Linked DNA regions of Mus musculus: all the other regions are linked to region 2. The links are chromatin contacts, called in public HiChIP or PLAC-seq, capture Hi-C and promoter capture Hi-C maps. All regions are on one chromosome and are shown on one strand. The core of a region is the stretch at or near the end of the contact, and the rest is flanking DNA. Distances in the headings are between cores, read along the strand shown.

Evidence for each region. Promoter capture Hi-C pulls out the DNA fragments that hold promoters and counts their contacts. HiChIP or PLAC-seq counts read pairs in DNA pulled down with a chosen protein or histone mark. Capture Hi-C pulls out chosen DNA fragments and counts their contacts.
Region 1: a capture Hi-C map of embryonic stem cells shows a contact between it and region 2, with 3 times the contacts expected there. The contact joins the promoter of Pitpnm3 here to the promoter of Ccdc92b in region 2. A contact is called at or near these places in 3 of 39 promoter capture datasets (cranial neural crest, frontonasal cranial neural crest and liver) and 1 of 9 other capture datasets (embryonic stem cells).
Region 3: a promoter capture Hi-C map of liver shows a contact between it and region 2, with 3 times the contacts expected there. The contact joins the promoter of Slc13a5 here to the promoter of Ccdc92b in region 2. A contact is called at or near these places in 3 of 39 promoter capture datasets (hippocampal neurons, liver and pre-B cells) and 1 of 9 other capture datasets (liver).
Region 4: an H3K27ac HiChIP or PLAC-seq map of embryonic stem cells shows a contact between it and region 2, with 7 times the contacts expected there. The contact joins the promoter of Smtnl2 here to the promoter of Ccdc92b in region 2. A contact is called at or near these places in 2 of 39 promoter capture datasets (hippocampal neurons and liver) and 1 of 115 datasets of contacts at active chromatin or transcription factors (embryonic stem cells).
Region 5: a promoter capture Hi-C map of liver shows a contact between it and region 2, with 4 times the contacts expected there. The contact joins the promoter of Spns3 here to the promoter of Ccdc92b in region 2. A contact is called at or near these places in 7 of 39 promoter capture datasets (the C10 cell line, cranial neural crest, frontonasal cranial neural crest and 4 more).
Region 6: an H3K4me3 HiChIP or PLAC-seq map of embryonic stem cells shows a contact between it and region 2, with 6 read pairs. The contact joins the promoter of Fbxo39 here to the promoter of Ccdc92b in region 2. A contact is called at or near these places in 1 of 39 promoter capture datasets (cranial neural crest) and 1 of 115 datasets of contacts at active chromatin or transcription factors (embryonic stem cells).

The regions. Positions count from the first base shown.
Region 1 is chr11:72,134,406-72,137,299 of GRCm38.p6, reverse strand. It overlaps Pitpnm3 (PITPNM family member 3), which reads left to right and starts at 1,411. Exons shown (of 20, transcript NM_001024927.2): 1 at 1,411-1,646. The coding sequence starts at 1,625.
Region 2 is chr11:74,618,119-74,621,014 of GRCm38.p6, reverse strand. Ccdc92b (coiled-coil domain containing 92B) reads right to left here and starts at 1,410. Exons shown (of 4, transcript NM_001013784.1): 1 at 1,169-1,410. The coding sequence starts at 1,253. Gm50590 (a long non-coding RNA gene) reads left to right here and starts at 156. Exons shown (of 3, transcript XR_001780261.2): 1 at 156-486; 2 at 607-749.
Region 3 is chr11:72,265,322-72,268,021 of GRCm38.p6, reverse strand. It overlaps Slc13a5 (solute carrier family 13 (sodium-dependent citrate transporter), member 5), which reads left to right and starts at 1,418. Exons shown (of 12, transcript NM_001004148.4): 1 at 1,418-1,558. The coding sequence starts at 1,457. It overlaps 1700051A21Rik (RIKEN cDNA 1700051A21 gene), which reads right to left and starts at 1,178. Exons shown (of 2, transcript NR_045922.1): 1 at 497-1,178; 2 at 1-141.
Region 4 is chr11:72,410,117-72,413,047 of GRCm38.p6, reverse strand. It overlaps Smtnl2 (smoothelin-like 2), which reads left to right and starts at 1,335. Exons shown (of 8, transcript NM_177776.3): 1 at 1,335-1,804. The coding sequence starts at 1,415.
Region 5 is chr11:72,548,951-72,551,650 of GRCm38.p6, reverse strand. Spns3 (spinster homolog 3) reads left to right here and starts at 1,405. Exons shown (of 12, transcript NM_029932.3): 1 at 1,405-1,653. The coding sequence starts at 1,443.
Region 6 is chr11:72,313,181-72,315,880 of GRCm38.p6, reverse strand. It overlaps Fbxo39 (F-box protein 39), which reads right to left and starts at 1,437. Exons shown (of 4, transcript NM_001099688.2): 1 at 1,346-1,437. Xaf1 (XIAP associated factor 1) reads right to left here. Exons shown (of 6, transcript NM_001037713.4): 6 at 2,148-2,700.

The sequences.
Region 1 (2,894 bases), core at 162-2,661, 2.5 Mb after region 2:
GTGGCCTGAGATGGTGAACAGCTTTGGATCCAGGACTTTGGGGCTTCTGAACTTCCATGTCTACAAGATGTGTTGCTGTCCCACTCTGGAGTCCTTGGGACTAAAGGGTTTTTTGAGAGGTGAGACAGTCATAGCTAAAACTAAGATGGAGAATCTTTGTCAAAGCATGCTAGCTAGCTGTCGTGAGTGAAGGCACGTTGTTCGGTCTGCACAGAGGACCCTAGGAAAGCCTGGTTTGGTAGATGAGGCATCAGAAAGCAGGGAGAGGTCCATGAGTAGGCGATACAGACTTCCTTTCGCTGAGGTGAAGAACTTTGTTGCTGCTAGCTCTGTGCAAAAGTTTCGGGAAGACTCTTGCCTGAGGCTGAGCCTTTGATAGACTAAAGAGGGAGTGTAAGGCTGATTAACCTGGATAGGCTGAAGGAGTCAAAGCCCAGAAATGGGTGTGTCCCGTAGAGGCCCCTTGTGTGCTTTGTTTCTATGGGGCAGTGGATGGGGCACTTAAGTCCTGGCTGGCCTAGGGGTGGAACTGTCTAGTGCCCAGTGTGGGTGCTTGGCTGCAGACTGTGGGAGAAAAACAGGCTTCAGGGAAGGCCCAACAGTCCTCTAAGGAGCCTAGCCCTCACCCTAACCGTCAGCAGGGAGGAAGTGGCCTCGCCTGGAACTGAGCTAGGGAGCCGACTGCTCTCTCCAGGACCCTACCTTCTAGGCCCCATCTAAAACGACTGACCATCTCCTGTGGATCCCCTGACTGCAGTGGGCAGAAACCACAATTTAAATGTCTCAGGAGGCCCGCTAATTAGAATGTCAGCACTTCTGTGAGAAAGTGTTAGGGGGACACACTGCTTTCTGCCAGGCTCCCCACAAACTCTGCTTAGCGTTTACTGGCAGGTGGGGTTTGCAGGTTTAACGGATCCTTTAGTGCTAAAGGACAAAAGCTTTCCTCTCTTGAGACTAGAGCAGATGCAGGCATCCAGCATCCCTGGAGTTGGGAGCTGATGGAGAAGTCCCCTCTCATCTCTGCGAGACTTCGTTCTAGGTTTCTCAGTCTCCTGGGTCCTGGTCTTCCTTGCTCTCCCTGTCCTCACAGACTCTAGCCAGCTCCGATTTCCTTGAATTTCTCTCTCTCCCAAGGGTGTTTCTGCCCTAGGAGCGCCTCTTTCTGGTGCCTTGTCTCAGGGTCACTGCGCCCCAGGCTCGCAGTCCATGTCTTCATCCCTGCCTGGCCCGCAGCGTCTCCGAGCTGTAATCCGGAGTCTGTCTACGTCTGTCTTTCAGCGAGGGTCGGGGTCTCAGTGGCCGCAATCAGTGGGCTGCGCCTCCCGCGCGCTGCGGTGGCCGCGCGGCTCCGGGCGGGGGTGCGGGCCCGCGGGGGCGGTGTCGGGCGCCTTCCGTCGTCAGTCCCTCCCCGGCGGCGCGGAGGGGGGGCGGCGCGGTCGCCGCTCGGCTCCTTTAAGGGAGCGGGAGGGAGCGGCGAGGCGGCGGCGGTTGCGGTGGAGGCGGCCGAGCGAGCGGGGCGGGGGCGCGGGGCGCGGCGCCCGGAGAGTCCGCTCCGGCCGAAGGCGCCGGGGCCCGGCCGGGAGCGAGCAGCGCCGGCAGCACAGCGGAGCCCGCCGCCCGGGACATGGCCAAGGCGGGCAGCGCAGGTGAGCGCGGCGCGGGGCGCTCGGCGGGTGGCGGGAGGGATCGCTCGGCCCAGGTGAGCCCCCCAACCAGGTGGGCGGAGGCACAGTGACCGCGGCGACCCGCCCGGACCCCGGGGCGTGCATAAGGGGCTCCGCGCGCCCTGCGTCCTTCCCGCGCCCCCAGTCACCTCGTGGGACACCGCATCCCGCTTGCCCCGCTGCACTGGGTCAGGTCCACGGCTCCTCAGTCCAGTCGGCAGTTCGGAGCTGTCGCTGCCCTCCGGGAGACCGGGGGAGTAGACCCCGGCACCGGAACCCAAAGGGGATGTCCCGCGGTCGCTGATCCATCCCACGCCCCAACAAACCAGGACGCGCCCCCTTGTCCTGTCACTCTCTATCTTGGATGCGACAGTCCCCCGCCCCTGCCACCAGCTGGGTTAAGAGACCCAGATTACTGGTCCCGTCGCTGGAGGGGTACACTATGGCTGGGGAGCCTCCCCGCCTCCCACCTGACCCAGAGGCAGAGCCTCAGGTGCCGGGCTAGGCAGGCGGGGCCTCTGTTGGGGTCCCATGGGCTCGGCTCTCCTGCAAGCTCAGAGCTGTAGCCCAAGGATCCCAGGGAGTAGGTGTTAGTCGTCCCTTCATTCATCCAGTCAGGCGTTCATTCACCAGCATCTGCTCTGATGTCAGGCCCTGTGAGTTGGTTAGGACCTGGAGGGGACCAGGTTTAGCCCCGGACTCCCCACTCTGTGCCCTGGACCCCTACAGTGCCCTAAAAGGCCAAGTTGAGGAAAGCCAGTGTTCATAGGGCTGGCCACAAATGGATGAGGCTGGTCTCAACAGTCCTGAGCTTGGGAGCTCTGGCGTGTGAGAATCTGCCATGAACTCACTCCCAGCCTGTGACGTTGGCAGGTGCCATGCCATCCCCGTGGGGCCTGGTGTGAACCCCACTTCTCCACCCATAGGCATGGCAAAGATGGAATGAACATGACCACCTGCCCGCACTCTAGATGTGAGTGCCATTGAACTGCCTGCGACCCTGGGACAGGTCCCAATCCTTGGCATGGACTGGCCTTGTGACTCAGGTGTGGCAGAGGAATCCTGTGAGGGAGAGGCTGTTTGTGTGAGACAGCATAAGCAAATGCATCTAAACACCCCCTTTCCCACTTCCCTCCCCTCCCCTCCCGAGGGAGGCACAGTGAGATGACACCAGGAGGCTGGAAAAGGCTCTCTGCTCCCTTCTTTCTCCTGCCTTGGTCCCTCCCCACC
Region 2 (2,896 bases), core at 161-2,660:
ATGCTAGCACACACTAACTCTCAGTACCGTCCTCAGCTCCATACACACTAACTCATCTGTACACTGATGGTCCTACTAGTACATCCACTCCAGAGATGAAGAAACAGGACCCCAGAGAGGTAAAGCCCTTTGCCGGACATGCACAACTGTGCTGACACCTAGGAGACACTTTGAGGCACTCACCCTGTAACACATAGCTCCTCAGAAGGCAGCCACACTTTACATCTGCTGGCTAAACCTCTTTTTTGTTGTTGTTTTTTGGATTCTACCTCTTGCTCTCCAGATAAACTCTCTCCCTGTACAGCCATGCCCTAGCTTCCTACACTCCACCCAGTTTCTGTCTCCTGAAATCTGACTTCTCCTTTGCATTTTAGAGCCTTCTTGCGGGCAGTTTGGACTCTGGGAATTCCTTGCAAGAAACAAACCACACAGCCAAGAGTGAAGCCGAGAGAATGAATTGAGTCTTACTGGGAATCACCAGGGCAAGTGAGTACACGTATTAAAAAATAATTACTCTGCCACCCCCTCTAAGTCCTTGGCTCTCCTGAGGACGAGTCTGGAACCAAGATCTGGCCTTTGACAAGTGTCTGGGACTCTGTCTGCAAGGTGGGGGCTGGTAGCAGAGACATTCTCTAAGGACCTGTGATCCTCCGCACTACAGAGTCCCTCCTCCCAGACACCCCTCAACTCTGGCTCCCCGCTCCACTGAAGATCCCACAACCCCAACCTCAGCATTGCTGAGGATTCAGGTACATGGGAGTGGGGTGTCGGGAAAAACTTGACCCACCTTTCAATCTTGATGCTCTGTAGTTTATGCCTCGAATTTGACACCCAGAACTAGGGGGTCTGCAGGGTGGGGGGCAGGGTTGAGGGTTATGGATACCACAGGGTATAGGGAAGAGAGGAACCAGCCAGGATACGAAGAGCAGGCAGAACGGTGCGAGTGGTGGTCTGGACTGCTTTGGACCCCCTGCCAATGCCGGGAAGGGCTCGGGTCTGGCGGCGGAGGACAACTTCTGCCAGCAGCCCGCGTCCTGCCCGCCTCTCGCGCGCTGCGGTGCCAGACCCCGCGCAGCCCTCCAGGCGGAGCCGGAGCTCAGGGGCTCTCTTCATCACCCTGATCACCCAGCCAGCGCCCACCCTCTACACCCACCGCCGGCCTGCTCACCTGCGGACCCGAGAGAGCCGCCGGGCCCGGCCCGGGCCTCGCTGGGTCTCTGGAAGAGCTCTTCTCCCGCGCTAGCTGCGCTCATGGATCCGCAGAGCGCGGCCCGGCTGCGGCGCCATCAACTGCTGCGAGGCTGTGGGGTGCGGACTCCAGGGCTCTGGGGGGCTCCGGGGCGCAGAGGTGGGGGGCCTAGGGCAGGCTTCGGGCGTAAACACCCAGCAACGTGACCGGAACTGGCGAACGAGCTGGAGGGGGCGGGGGGTGGGAGAGATAAGGGGGAAGGGAGGGACCTGGGGCGCTCGGGGAGGGGCCGTGGGCGGGGCGGGGGGAGGGGAGGCTGGGGCGGGGGAGGGGAACCCTGGGACCTCGGGGAGCCCCAGGATCCGGGCCTTCGCACCCCGCGAGCAGCAGAATCCTCGGATCCGGCCCTGGCTGGGAGCTGAGGAGGGAGCCCGAGACACCACAGACGACTAGGCGAGCAGGGACGCGGCGACCGATCAGCACCGCGGACAGCGCCCAGGCCCACAGGCCAGGATCCGCTCCGCCTCTCTAAGTGAGGCAGCGCCCGCTGCCTGCTGGGGTACCCACGAGCTGGGGTATTCGAGAGCTGCTGGATAGTCTGAAAATGTGTTCCTGGTAGAGGCAGCAGCAAAGCTGTGCCAGATGTCTCACTAGTTTTGTGACCTTGGGTGAATCACCTCACCTCTTATATGATGGTACCCAGAATCAAGAAAAGATCTTTTATAAATTCCAAAGTCCGTAAAAAGTATAAGGCGCATAAGGCACTATTGGTGTTGAGCCGGGTCTCTTCCTCCTCCTCCTCCTCCTCCTCCTCCTCCTCCTCCTCCTCCTCCTCCTCCTCCTCCTCCTCCTCCTTCTCCTCCTCCTCTTCCTTCTTCTCCTCCTCCTCCTTTTCCTTTCTTCTGTAAACAGATTTCTAGAGTTACTCTGCTCATCTTAGAGTTCTGGCACCATCAGCATCTTTCTCTTCTCTGGAGAGATGGTGGTGTATGGAGTGCACCATTGGGTTGTTGTGAGAATTAAATGAGTTAATACCTGTACAGTGCTCACTATAGTGTGGGGGCTCACTAGACACCTGTACACATGATGGTTGATGACAGGGGTTCAGGAGGCTCGGAGTTCCCAAAGGCAACACATTTCCAATCCTACCTTATCATGCTGAAGGGAGAGGTGGTCTTTAAGGACTCAGACCTAAAGTTTGGTCTGGAATACCTCACTCCATTACAAGCCAAATATTTACTTTCTTGTTGAGCCAAATTTCTACAAGGCCTTAATTTTGCTTTTAAACAAGGCGTTACTATGTGTGTAGCTAGCCGGGCGTGGTGGCGCACGCCTTTAATCCCAGCACTCGGGAGGCAGAGGCAGGCGGATTTCTGAGTTCAAGGCCAGCCTGGTCTACAGAGTGAGTTCCAGGACAGCCAGGGCTATACAGAGAAACCCTGTCTCGAAAAACCAAAAAAAACAAACAAACAAAAAAAAAACTATGTGTGTAGCTCTTGCTGGCCTGGAACTCTATTGCTTCATAGACCAGGCTGGCCTTGAATTCACAGAGATCCTCATGCCTGTTTCCTGAGTTCTGAGTATAAGGGTGTGCATTACCATCTCAAGATTATTTTCTCTTCTTCCTTCCTCTTCCTCTTCTTCTTTTAAATAAGGTGTCACTTAGTCCTAACTGGCCTTGAACTCATTTTGTAGCCTGGGCTGACC
Region 3 (2,700 bases), core at 169-2,668, 2.4 Mb after region 2:
AGGGCAAGGTGACAGGCAGGTCACAGGAACAGAGTCAAAAATCTTGATACAAATGTGTGTTCTGTTTTAGGGCCTTCGACATTCACAGGCTGAGAAGGTGGGGAATTCAGTAGTTCTTTCCTGGTGGTGGTGGTGGCAGGGCTAGGGGTGGAGAAGAGGGAGGAGAGGTTAGTCTCATATAATTCGTAGCAATTGCATATAACCTATTCTTTACTTCATCTCTGGATTGCTTGCAACACCTAACACACAGTGTAAGTGCCGTGCTAATAGTCGGTCTCTGTTGTATATAGTTCAGAGTACGCCGATGGTTTCCATGTTTAGAACAGAAGCAGCCATCCTAGTCGTAAACACGCTAACCATGTCAGCAACTAGATAGCATCTTGATCAGTGGTGAGAGCTGACTGTACAGGAATCTGGACTCAGCCATGTGTCAAGTAGCCTGTGGATAAGACTCCCCAGAGGAGAATGAGAGGCAGGCAGAAGAGAAAGAACTCACCGAAGTGTCAATAATGTCATTGCACCCTCTTGTGTTGGTGTCCCAAACAGGACTTAGCACAGCAGGTACTACACACAGGTCTGTTAAGGGGAGGATTAATGAATGAACGAATGCCTCGATGATGGTTGGCAGGATTATGCCCCCTCTTTTCTAAGGCCCCGTCTCCCACCATAAAATGGTACTAGCGAGGTGGTTGGTAAGTGGGCGGCAGCAACTACCCGCGCCTGGGCAAAGACGGCCGGCCTGCGCAAGCGCGTTCGCTGGAGGGTAAAAGTCGTTCGGTCTGCGAGGACAGTGACCGCCTTCCTTAGCGGTCCCTCTAGAGCGCCTACGGTGCGCTGGGTAGGAGACGGCACGAGGAGGGAAATGGGTTCTATGTCTAGAGTCGGGCTAACGCTAGGAGGAAGCCAGCGGATCTTGGAGGTGAGAAGACCGCGGTGGCGCAGGGCTCGGCCATCGCCTCTAGGAGACGCCCCTCCGGGATAGGGATGAGAAGGAGAACGCTTTGGAGAGAGAAGCCTGAGAATCCTACAGGCTGGTGTTTTTCATCTGGGACATTCCGGAGTCCAGGAGAGAGCAGGTGAGAGTACACAAAGGGTCCTCACGCTTAAGCTGGCAGAATGACCGGCACACCCTGCATGGTACTGAGGACCAGAGCAGCGCCAACGGGCTGGCAAGTGGTGAGGTGCCAGGGTCCAGTCCTCTCCATAGAGGGCTGGTGCCAAGCACTGAAATCTGCAAACGCCTCACTCTGCCGCGGGGTGGCAGAGTCCTGGGACAGACACTCCCCACAGACCCCGAGGGGTGGCTCCGCCCCAGGACCGCAGGGAGGCCTGGCAATGGGGGGCGGAGTTGTAGCCGCCCCCAATCCGGTGGGACCGCGCGTCCCCCTTTTAAGCTCGTGAAGCTTCTAGCTGCCTCGCAATCTTTTCTCCCTCCAGTCAGTCTCCCTTTCACGCGATGGATTCGGCGAAGACTTGTGTGACCAAGTTCAAGTCCTTTGCGATTTTGCTCTTCACCCCGATCCTGATGCTTCCACTCGTCATTCTGATACCTGACAAGGTCAGTTGCGTGTCTGGGCAGCCTGGCGGAATCCGGGTGCCCAGTGCAATAACGGGCACGGAACCCGGGAACGCTGAGCTGGAACGCATAGATTCCTCCGTGGGGACGAGCTCCCCTGGGACGCGTGCTCAGACGCTCCAGGCACCAGATAGGAGGTGCTCTGCAAAGAATCCGAGGGACGCACAGACCCTAAGGTGAACACGTCCTAGAGTGCACCGATTTCAGGGCGCAAGAGCCGTCCGGGCAAACACGGAAACCTGGACGTTAGAACAGATCTGAACCACACAGACCCCTCGACAGGCTTAGCCTCTGACTCAAAATCTCCTCCCAGAGTGCACAACCAACGCTAGTCCAGCTCAAAGATAATGCTCGAGCTAGTAGAGACTCTGAAGGCTGGGCTTTCTTTCCCTCTGTGCCTCTTCTCTAGGAAAGAGAGATTTCCTAGCTGTAGATGCCTTCAGGCAGGGAACTACAGGAACAGAGTGGATCATGCCTTTGCCATAATCTGGCCTTGATATTTGAAGCTCAGGTTCCCCATCTATGATCTATATTTCTTTCTAGCTCGGAAGCCAAGGAAGCCACTCTCGAGTTCAAATCCTGCTGCAGCCTGAAAGGCAGGTCGGGCACTGCCCACCGCCTGCTGAGGCAGTCAGTGTGAGGAGGCAGGACGTATTCCCAGAGCTCACGCCTTGGGTGGCATGGCTCTCGGTTGCTGGGGAAGCTGAGTCCCATTCCCTGGCCTCCTGGTGCTCCTGGGAGGAAGGGAGAGAATGAATGGCCTTGGCTGCAGAGCAGAGGAGGGCGGGAGCGCTGGCCCCGGCTCTGTCAGGCTGTGTGCAGCCAGTTTGGCGAGGCCAGGGCTCTTTGAAGCCTTATGTGGCTACCCTTTCACTCTCAGCCCAGACAGGAAACCTTGCTCGGATCCTGCTTCCCCTCCACAGGCAGGTTTGAGAAACAGTGGCTCTCTTCAGGGAAGGTTTTGAGAGGAGAGGGGTGTCCCCTGGTGGGCTTCTAGTCATTTCACATTGTGCCTTTCAGCAAGACCCTTTGCTCTCCGGGCCCCGGGTGCTTTGATGGGTACAATGGGGTGACTGGATTCTGGGAGTAAAAGGGGATCATTCCGGCTCCTAGGATTGGGGCGC
Region 4 (2,931 bases), core at 86-2,585, 2.2 Mb after region 2:
AAGCAGAACAGTATGACCAGAACAAGCCTTTGAGCCTGCTCCTATGGATCATCTCACTAGGCCTCTCCAGGCTTTGAGCCACCTCCCATAGCCCAGGCCCAGAGAAATCGAGTTAGGAAAGCCTTTTAGCACAATGAATGAGATGGTTTTTTCTTTATTTTAAATGTTTACAACATCTATCATATTGTTATCCTGAGCAACAATTGCCTCCATCCCTCCTTCTTTGGTGATGTTTGGGGTTTCTAGGCTGGGAAAGGGGACTTTCTGGAATAAGAGGAGTGCTGGAGAAAAAAAGAGGTTTGAAGGTTGTCAGGTGGATCGAGGTTCTTGACTGAGCTTGGGGAAGAGGGGGGCAGCAGTGCACATCCTAGTTTTTGATCCCAAAGTTGCTCATAGCAAGATTTTGGGATTTGGGTCCCAACCTTCCTGTTCATCTTTAACACACACACACACACACACACACACACACACACACACACACACACACAGAGAGCAGGCCTAGGAGGATAGGAGGGGCATTTTACCATCTACATAACTCTTCCTGATCTCAGAACTGGTGCAAGAAATCCCAGGCAAAAGTGTCACAGGTGGGGGGCTGAAGTGTGGGCTTAGCAGTTTAGGGCACTTTTTGCTCTTTCAGAGAAACCCCAGAACTCGGCTCCCAGCACACACATGATGGCTCACAACTATTGGAAACTCCAGTTCTAGAGGATCCTGACACCACTTTGTGATTTATGTGGGCACCACACATGCTGTGTAGATACAGACAAGCAGGCTCACACACATAAAGTCAAATAAATATTTTTTTAAAAAGTCTCACAAGTGAGTATTTGCGAACTGGATGGTACCGGTGGTGACCGGAGATGCATACAAAGGTGAGTCAGAGCGGTTATGGTGTGTGTGTGTGTGTGTGTGTACAGTTGCTGCGGTTCCCTGAACAGGGGGGAGAGTCCAACCAAAGTGGACCTACAGGGAAATGTATAACTCTTTTAGTTGTTGTTCCTAGAGTAATGTCCTTTCGAGTGTCTTCTTCCCAGATCTTTCACCGGGTCGCACACCACTCCCTGGGGTCAAGCGTGTATGGGACTCCTTACTCCCCCAGGGATCCACATCCCTGCAAAGCAGAGAAGGAGAACTTTTCACTAAGTGCCTCCGGGGCCAGGCATCCCGCACCGACCCGGCCAGTCCCCAGGGGCGGGGTGTCCTGGAATGGGCTGTCCCGCCCCCTCGGCCCCGCCTCCTCACTCAGCGCCCAGTCCTGGGGCTCTAGGGGTCTGCCCCGCCCTGCTCCCGCCCCCTCCGGCCGCCCCTCGGGCTCAGCCAGCCGCGGCCCGCCAGTCGTCCCAAGGAGCTGCGGATCTCTCAACGTCTCCCGCGTTCTGCCCGCTGTCCGATCGGTGTGCCCCACTCGGCCATGGAGCCGTCCCCCGACGCCGAGGAGGCGCACACAGTGCGCGAGGCGCTGGGCCGCTACGAGGCGGCGCTGGAGGGTGCGGTGCGTGCGCTGCACGAGGACATGCAGGGGCTGCAGCGCGGCGTGGAGCGGCGCGTGGCAGAGGCGCTGCGCCTGGCCGGCCCCTTGGCTCGTACTGTGGCCGAGCTGCAGCGGGACAACCAGCGGCTGCAGGCACAGCTCGAACGCTTGACGCGCCAGGTGGAGGCGCTGGGCTTGGCGACTGGAGTGTCCCCTGCACCCGGCACGCCCAGTCCCCCTCCGGCGGCCACAGTTACCGACCGCGCCCCCCGCTTGGGCACTGCACGCTTCTCCAGTCATGCCACCTTTTCGCTGTCCGGTCGAAGCCCGGTGAGCCCCGGGGGTGCGGCGCGAGGGATGTGAGCGACTAGGAGCGTGCCTGGGGTGTAGGGTTGGGAAATTGGTGCCGCCCATCAGCTCTGAGTGCGTGCGCTGGCGAGCGTCCTCTAGTAAGAGAGCTATACCTCCACCTGCCGCTGGGACTTGGTAGCCGGGATTACATTTAAGCTCTCCAGAGCTGGAAAGGACAGGAGAAACATTGTTTTAGTAGGCCTGCTGCACCTGCTTTGCACTTCTTTCTTGGATCCGGGTGGTGTTTTTGCCTTGAGATCTGCCCTCTCCCATCTGACCCATGAATTTTAAGAGTTTGGACGCCAAGGTTCAGTCTTTGATAGTTCACTGTCGTCTGGGTCCTCACCTGCAAGTTGGAATGGTCAGCGTCCTCTACCTGCCCCCTACAACGTTTTTGTTCACGCGCACTGTGTTGCTGCTTCACTGAGGCCTGACCGTTCCGGTTGTAGATTAACCCCGACTGAGTTGCCTCTGTGTGTGTGTGTGTGTGTGTGTGCGCGCGCGCGCGCGCGCGCGCATGTGAGCGCACTCTGGTCTGGACTGATCAGTAACTGTTTGGGAACTCATGTTGCAGAGGGCAGACCCTTTACTGGAAACGGAGAGGGGGAACGGGCCTTTAGCTGTGTCTAGATTTCTGGGCAGAAGCTGGTGTGGACCAGTTTTACCACTTGGTCACGACCTCCTGGAGTGACAGAGCCTGGTTAGACTGTTTCTATGGTGTGTGCAGTGGCCCTTAGGTGGGATTTTCCATCCTGACCCGGAATTTGCTGGCGGGGTGGGGGGGTGGTGGGGGGGGAGGGAAGTGGGGGATGGGGGAGAGGAGTGGGAGGGGTTGGAGGAGTGGGAGGGGTGGGAGGTGCTTTTCAAGGGCCAGGGTCTTAGTACACTGCCTCTGCCCCCTGCCTTGGTGTATTCCCAAGGCCCTTAGCTCTACTGTGGGCCTCAGCAGGAGGACATCAGATAAGTCCTTGCCCCTGGAGGTCTCAGCCTGGGTGGAGGTGACCCCAGACTTGAACAGTGGCAACAGGTGAGCAGAGACGCCTTGCTCCAGACTCTGCTCCTTTTGCATTGGGGATTTGAGGAGGGTGTGCTGTGCTTGTTGCAAA
Region 5 (2,700 bases), core at 156-2,655, 2.1 Mb after region 2:
AGCACCCTCCAGCCCCCACCCCTGGCTCTGAGACAGTGTCTTCTCACTACATAGACTGGACTGACTTGGACCTCTCTGTCTGTGGATCATGATCAGGCTGGCCACAGACAGTTGCCTGCCTATGTTTCCAAGTGCTGGAATTAAATGGAATTAAGGGCATGGACCATTATGCCTGGCTGTTAAATACTTTTAAAATATATTGTGTGCGTGTGCATGATGTGTGTGGAGACACATGTACCATGACACATGTATAGAGATCAGAGGACAACTTTGTGGAGTTAGTTTCCATCTTTACCTGGGATTGGGATTGAACTTGGGCTGTCAGCCTTACACAGCAAGTGCCTTTACCTGCTGAGCCATCTCATTGGCCTGTATGGTTACTCTTTTTTAATGTTGTTTTGTTTTGAGATAGGGTCTCATGTAGCCCAGGCTGGCTTTAAACTCACCATGTAGCTAGGGATGGTGAACTTGAACTCCTGATAGTCTTAGCTCCACCTCCCAAGTGCTGGAATTACAGGTGTGGGCCATCACTGATGGCTTTGTGTATTTGTACTTTTTCTACCCTTGCAACTGGCAATCAATTTCTACAGCTCCCCTGAGAACATCTCCCTAGACTTATTCCTTGTTGATAAAATTTATTTATTCTGTGTCTGTATGGATGTGAGTGAAAGTGTGTGTGTGTGTGTGAGAGAGAGAGAGAGACAGAGACAGACAGACAGACAGACAGACAGACAGACAGAGACAGAGCAGAGAGTACTCCTGTACCTGCACGTGCACTTGTGTGCCTTGGTGTATGTTATGTTTGGAGGTCAGAAGACAACTTTGTGCAGTTCTCCCCTTCCACCATATGGGCTCTGGGGATCAAACATATGTCAAGCAGGCCTGGTGGCAGGTACTTTCACAGGCTGAGCCATCTTGCCAGCCCCCATGGGTTAGTTTTACATAAGCTTGTCTCTATGTCTTCAGATATCTCTGTTATCTTGTTCCTCTGTGCAATTTCCTTACCATCCTGGTCAACACCTACCCTCCTGTATCTAACCTGGTTCATGGCTGTGCTAACGGCCCATCTTCTGCACAGGCAGGGCAGTTTGCAGTGAGCAAGGCTTGGGGACACTCCTCTCATTTCCTGTCCTAGGAGCGTCTCTTCCTCACTGCCCCTGCTGCAGCCATAGGCTAGATTGAGGGACCACAGAGTTATCCAATCACCAGTGCATGGCGTCTTACCCCAGCAGGGCTAAGAGGCCTAGAGTGATGAAATCCCACCAGTGTGGCTGCGCTGTGCTCAGCAGGAACCTGCGATGATAAGGTGTCTGGCAGTTAAAGGGGCAGCCTGTTGAGGTTGAGAGGCTGGGAGCCCACAGGAAGTGACTTGGTGGCAAGCTGATGTAGCTTTGTTCGGCACCCGTTCTGACAGAGAAGTTGCAGTTAGCACTGCTGAGGGGATGTCCACAGAGTGTCTCAAACCTCAGACAGGAGGGCCACAGAGCCAGAGCCTGAGCCAAGGTGGGCAGTATGGGGCCTTGGCTTCAGGTACGTGTCTGCCTCCCTCCACACCCGTCCCCTGGAGCCTGCCCCGCTGGAGAGCTTACTTGGCTGCAGCTGTTCTCTGTTACATCAACCTTCTGAATTACATGAACTGGTTCATCATCCCAGGTGAGCATGGGAGGGGTAGCGTGGGGCAGTATCTTCAGATACCCCCCTTCTAAAAGCCCACAACTGTGTATCCTTGGTGGCCTTCTTCTTCCAAGCCCTCGTACCTCTCTAGGAGCACAGCTCTGGTGGTTTCACCCCAGCAAGTGGTCTGCAGCCTCTCCTGAATGGTTCCAAGCCAGAACAGGGCACAATGTGTGTGGGGACAGGGGTGTTAGTGGGTAGATGGGACTGTGCTCTGCAGCAAAGGCGTTGCTTGCGTTCAGGATGGAGCTGCAGGCAAGGTTACGGAGGGCAGAGCAGCTTGGCCAAGCTCCCAAGTGAGAATGGCTCTGCCTGCACTGTTTCTGGGGCAGCCGGCTGCTGGCCTACCTTGCACAGTTTGCCTTTCTTCTTATTGGAAACAGGGTACAACCTGCTTCTGTGTTCTGTCTCTCACTTACGCACTCCTTTGTGTCTGGGCTCCACTTGTCTTTTCTCATCTAGTCACCCATTCATTCCTTCATCAGTTTATATTCAGCCCTTTCTTTAAAAAGACAGAGTGTGTATGCATGTGCGTGCACACATGTGTGTGTATGTGTGTGTGCCTGTGTGTGCATGCTCCTTCACTTTTATTTGAGCTTCAGATATTGAACTAAGGTTTCCAAGCTTGTTCAGCAAGCGCCTTCACAGGCTAAGCCATCTTGTCAGCCTTCATTTCTTTTTTGAGGCAGGGCCTCATGGAGCTCAGGCTAGATTCAAACTCGCTATGTAACTGAGAATAATCATGAACTGCTGATATGCTTGCCTTCACCTTCTTAGGGCCGGGATTACAGGCTTGCCACCACAATGCTTTATGAAGTTCTAGGGATTGAACCCAGGGTCTTTGTGCATGCTGGATAAGCACTCTAATAACTGATGTAGAGGGCTGCTCTGCCCTCCGTAACCTTGCCTGCAGCTCCATCCTGAACCCAACGCCTTTGCTGCAGAGCACAGTCCCATCCACCCACTCACACCGCTGCCCCCACACACATTGTGCCCTGTTCTGGCTTGGGACCATTCAGGAGAGGC
Region 6 (2,700 bases), core at 188-2,687, 2.3 Mb after region 2:
GGCTTCTTAGAGGAGGTGATGTCTGAGCTAAGTTTTGAAGGATGAGTAGGATCTGCAAGGCAGACCTGTCTGGCCTAGTGATGGAGAAGCTGATTAGATTACAGGTGGAGGGGACAGCATGGATAAAGCCCCGAAGTGTGAATTCATGGGATGTGCTCACACCTGATGACATAATAAGTACTTGCACATCTTGAACTTGTAAACTCTGTTTAACAAACCAAACTAACCCTTCCCCCACCAAGAAGACTTTGATTGTATGTAAACTAACTGTCCAAGGTTATGAGCCTCGACTGGGGATAGCATGGATCTGAAGAAGTTAATCTGGAAAAATGAAAACAAAAATGCCGAATCAAGAGCTGGGATATAGCTTGGTAATAGAGTGCTTGTCCAGCACACCCTGAGCTTAGGGTTTAATCCCTAGCACTGCATAAACTCGGCATGGGGTGCTTCCCAGAACAGTGTGTGTGTGTGTGCTGGGAAGGGGGACTTGCTAAATCAAACCCCAACAAAGTCACAGGCTAGAAGACTATGTTGGTGGGCTACAGATGTGGTGTGTGTGTGTGTGGTATAGGTTTTCACCTTCCACCTTGAAACAGGATCTCGTTTGTCATTGGATAGTGCAAGAGATTCTGAGGTCTCTTCTGTTTATACTTCTTCTCTTATTGTAGGATAGCCAGGATTGCAGCTGCAGCTTTATATAGTTCCTGGGGATTCGAACTCATGACCTTACACCTCCAAGGCAAGTGCTTTACCCCGTGAGCCTTTTTGTCTGGGGTACCCCCCCCCCACGCAAGGATCCTCCAAATAAATGAGAGTAGCACTTTCTCTGACAGGAGGCAAAAGAATATAGAGGCCTGTCAATTGCTACTGTAAAGTTAGTAAAAAATTTTTGTGCCTCAGTGTTTAGTCTGACAATAGGAATAGTAGTTCCTTTCTCCTAGTTTTGGGAAATTTAAATGAACGGATCCAGGGACTACACCTTGGAGGTAGAAAGTAATCTAAGAGCAAGCTGCAATTAGTAAGCTGGGGACAAGGTACTTCTGCATTTTCCTTATGAAGATGAGAACGCGCCCATTTTGCAAAAAGAGAATCTAGGAGTGTTGGGAGCTTAATGGAGTTTCCTAGTGAGATGGTGTTCTAAGTGTGTGGGGTATGGGATCCGAACCCATGCCAGTAATCCCAAACCTGGGCTTGGTCCACCATAATATGACACAGCTGCCAACCAGCGAGGGAAACTTAAGACTGTCCCGTCACCAGGGCGGCGTGCCCCTCCCATGCGGGCCCAGCGGCTGTGCGGGGCCACCACTGCCCTCCTGGTGCGTGGGTGCTTCGGGCCACCCGTTACCGGATCGCTGCGCCCGGCTCGGGCTGCAGGGACGCGGAGCGCGCCTGCCCCTCTGCCCGCGCTGCTGCTCCCACGCCGACTCCAAGAGCATCAGGAGAGGCGCCCTGTGCTCGCTGCGGCCAAGCCCACAGCCGCCTTTGTGACGCGCAGCCACCCACTGGCTCTGCTAGTGCCTGCCGGTTGCTGAGTCCCAAATCCGGAGTTGCCAGATACACTGAAGGCGAAGGAAGAGGGTGCTGCATAGACCCAATAGGAAAGCCCGCGGGCGGAGGCAGGAGACTGGAAGGAGGCGCACCTGGTGAGAATCGCCAGGCGCTCTGCCCAATCCTCTGCTCATAGCAGCAGAGAGGTCTGAACCCAACACTGTGTTCAGGTCGCTTCCCTCCAGTCTTGACCTCCGGGAGCTTTGAGCCTCCATTCCAAAGCCCAGGTGAGGACTCGTCCATTCCTCATGCTAGCCATGGGCCTCCACTTTCCTATCCTCAGATGAGGTAACACCTCACCCCAAGAGGGTGGGTGACATGGCTTGAACCTAAGGTCAGTTCCCCTTTCCAGCTTTCAGAAGGTGGTGCACACGTAACCCTTGGCCCTTTCCTACCCCAGTGGGTAACCTTTGTGCTGAAGCCCAGGTCTAAAAGTTGAATAGTGTGTCTGTCACTAGATAAGCTGCCCCAGCCACTTACTCCATACTTTACTGCTAAACCTCATCTGCACGCCCCCTTCCTCAGCTACCTCAGCTACCCTGCGGGGTGGCTTCACCTTGTCACCCTCCCCATCACCGACGTGAAAGACACAGCTCTAAAAGGATGCAGAGATAAGTTTATTTTGGAGCCAAATGAGTGACTGTGGTCCAGAAATACAGATTCAGTTTGCTTCAGATATCTGTGCTCTGACCTTGGTAACAATTTCTGTGAAGTTTTAAAATAACAAAACAAAGAAAGTCACTTTACAAATTCTGGTGGTACAACAGGTGAGCGGTTATAGCAAAGCGGGAGACCTTGCTATAGGCTCCAGATGCATATGTGATGACTTTCTTAGCAGTTGGGATCCACTCATATGTTTCAAAACTTTACCTAGGAGTCACAGGATGTTAGGTCACACACAGATGTGGGCAAATGGCTTCTTTTTAAGGGGCTAAGATAGTTCAAGATGGCCCTGCACCATGTGAACCTCCCTATGACGATTGCCCTTCTAACAATTAGTCTTTTAAGAACTCCCAGTATAAAGACTTTCTGGGAACTCTAATTCTCCCTGGTCTGCCCCGCCCTGCCCCTCCCCTTCCTTCCCTACCTCCCCCTCCCATTCTTTCCCTTCCCTCCCCTCCCTCCCCCTCTCCTTCTCTTTCCCTTTCTTTC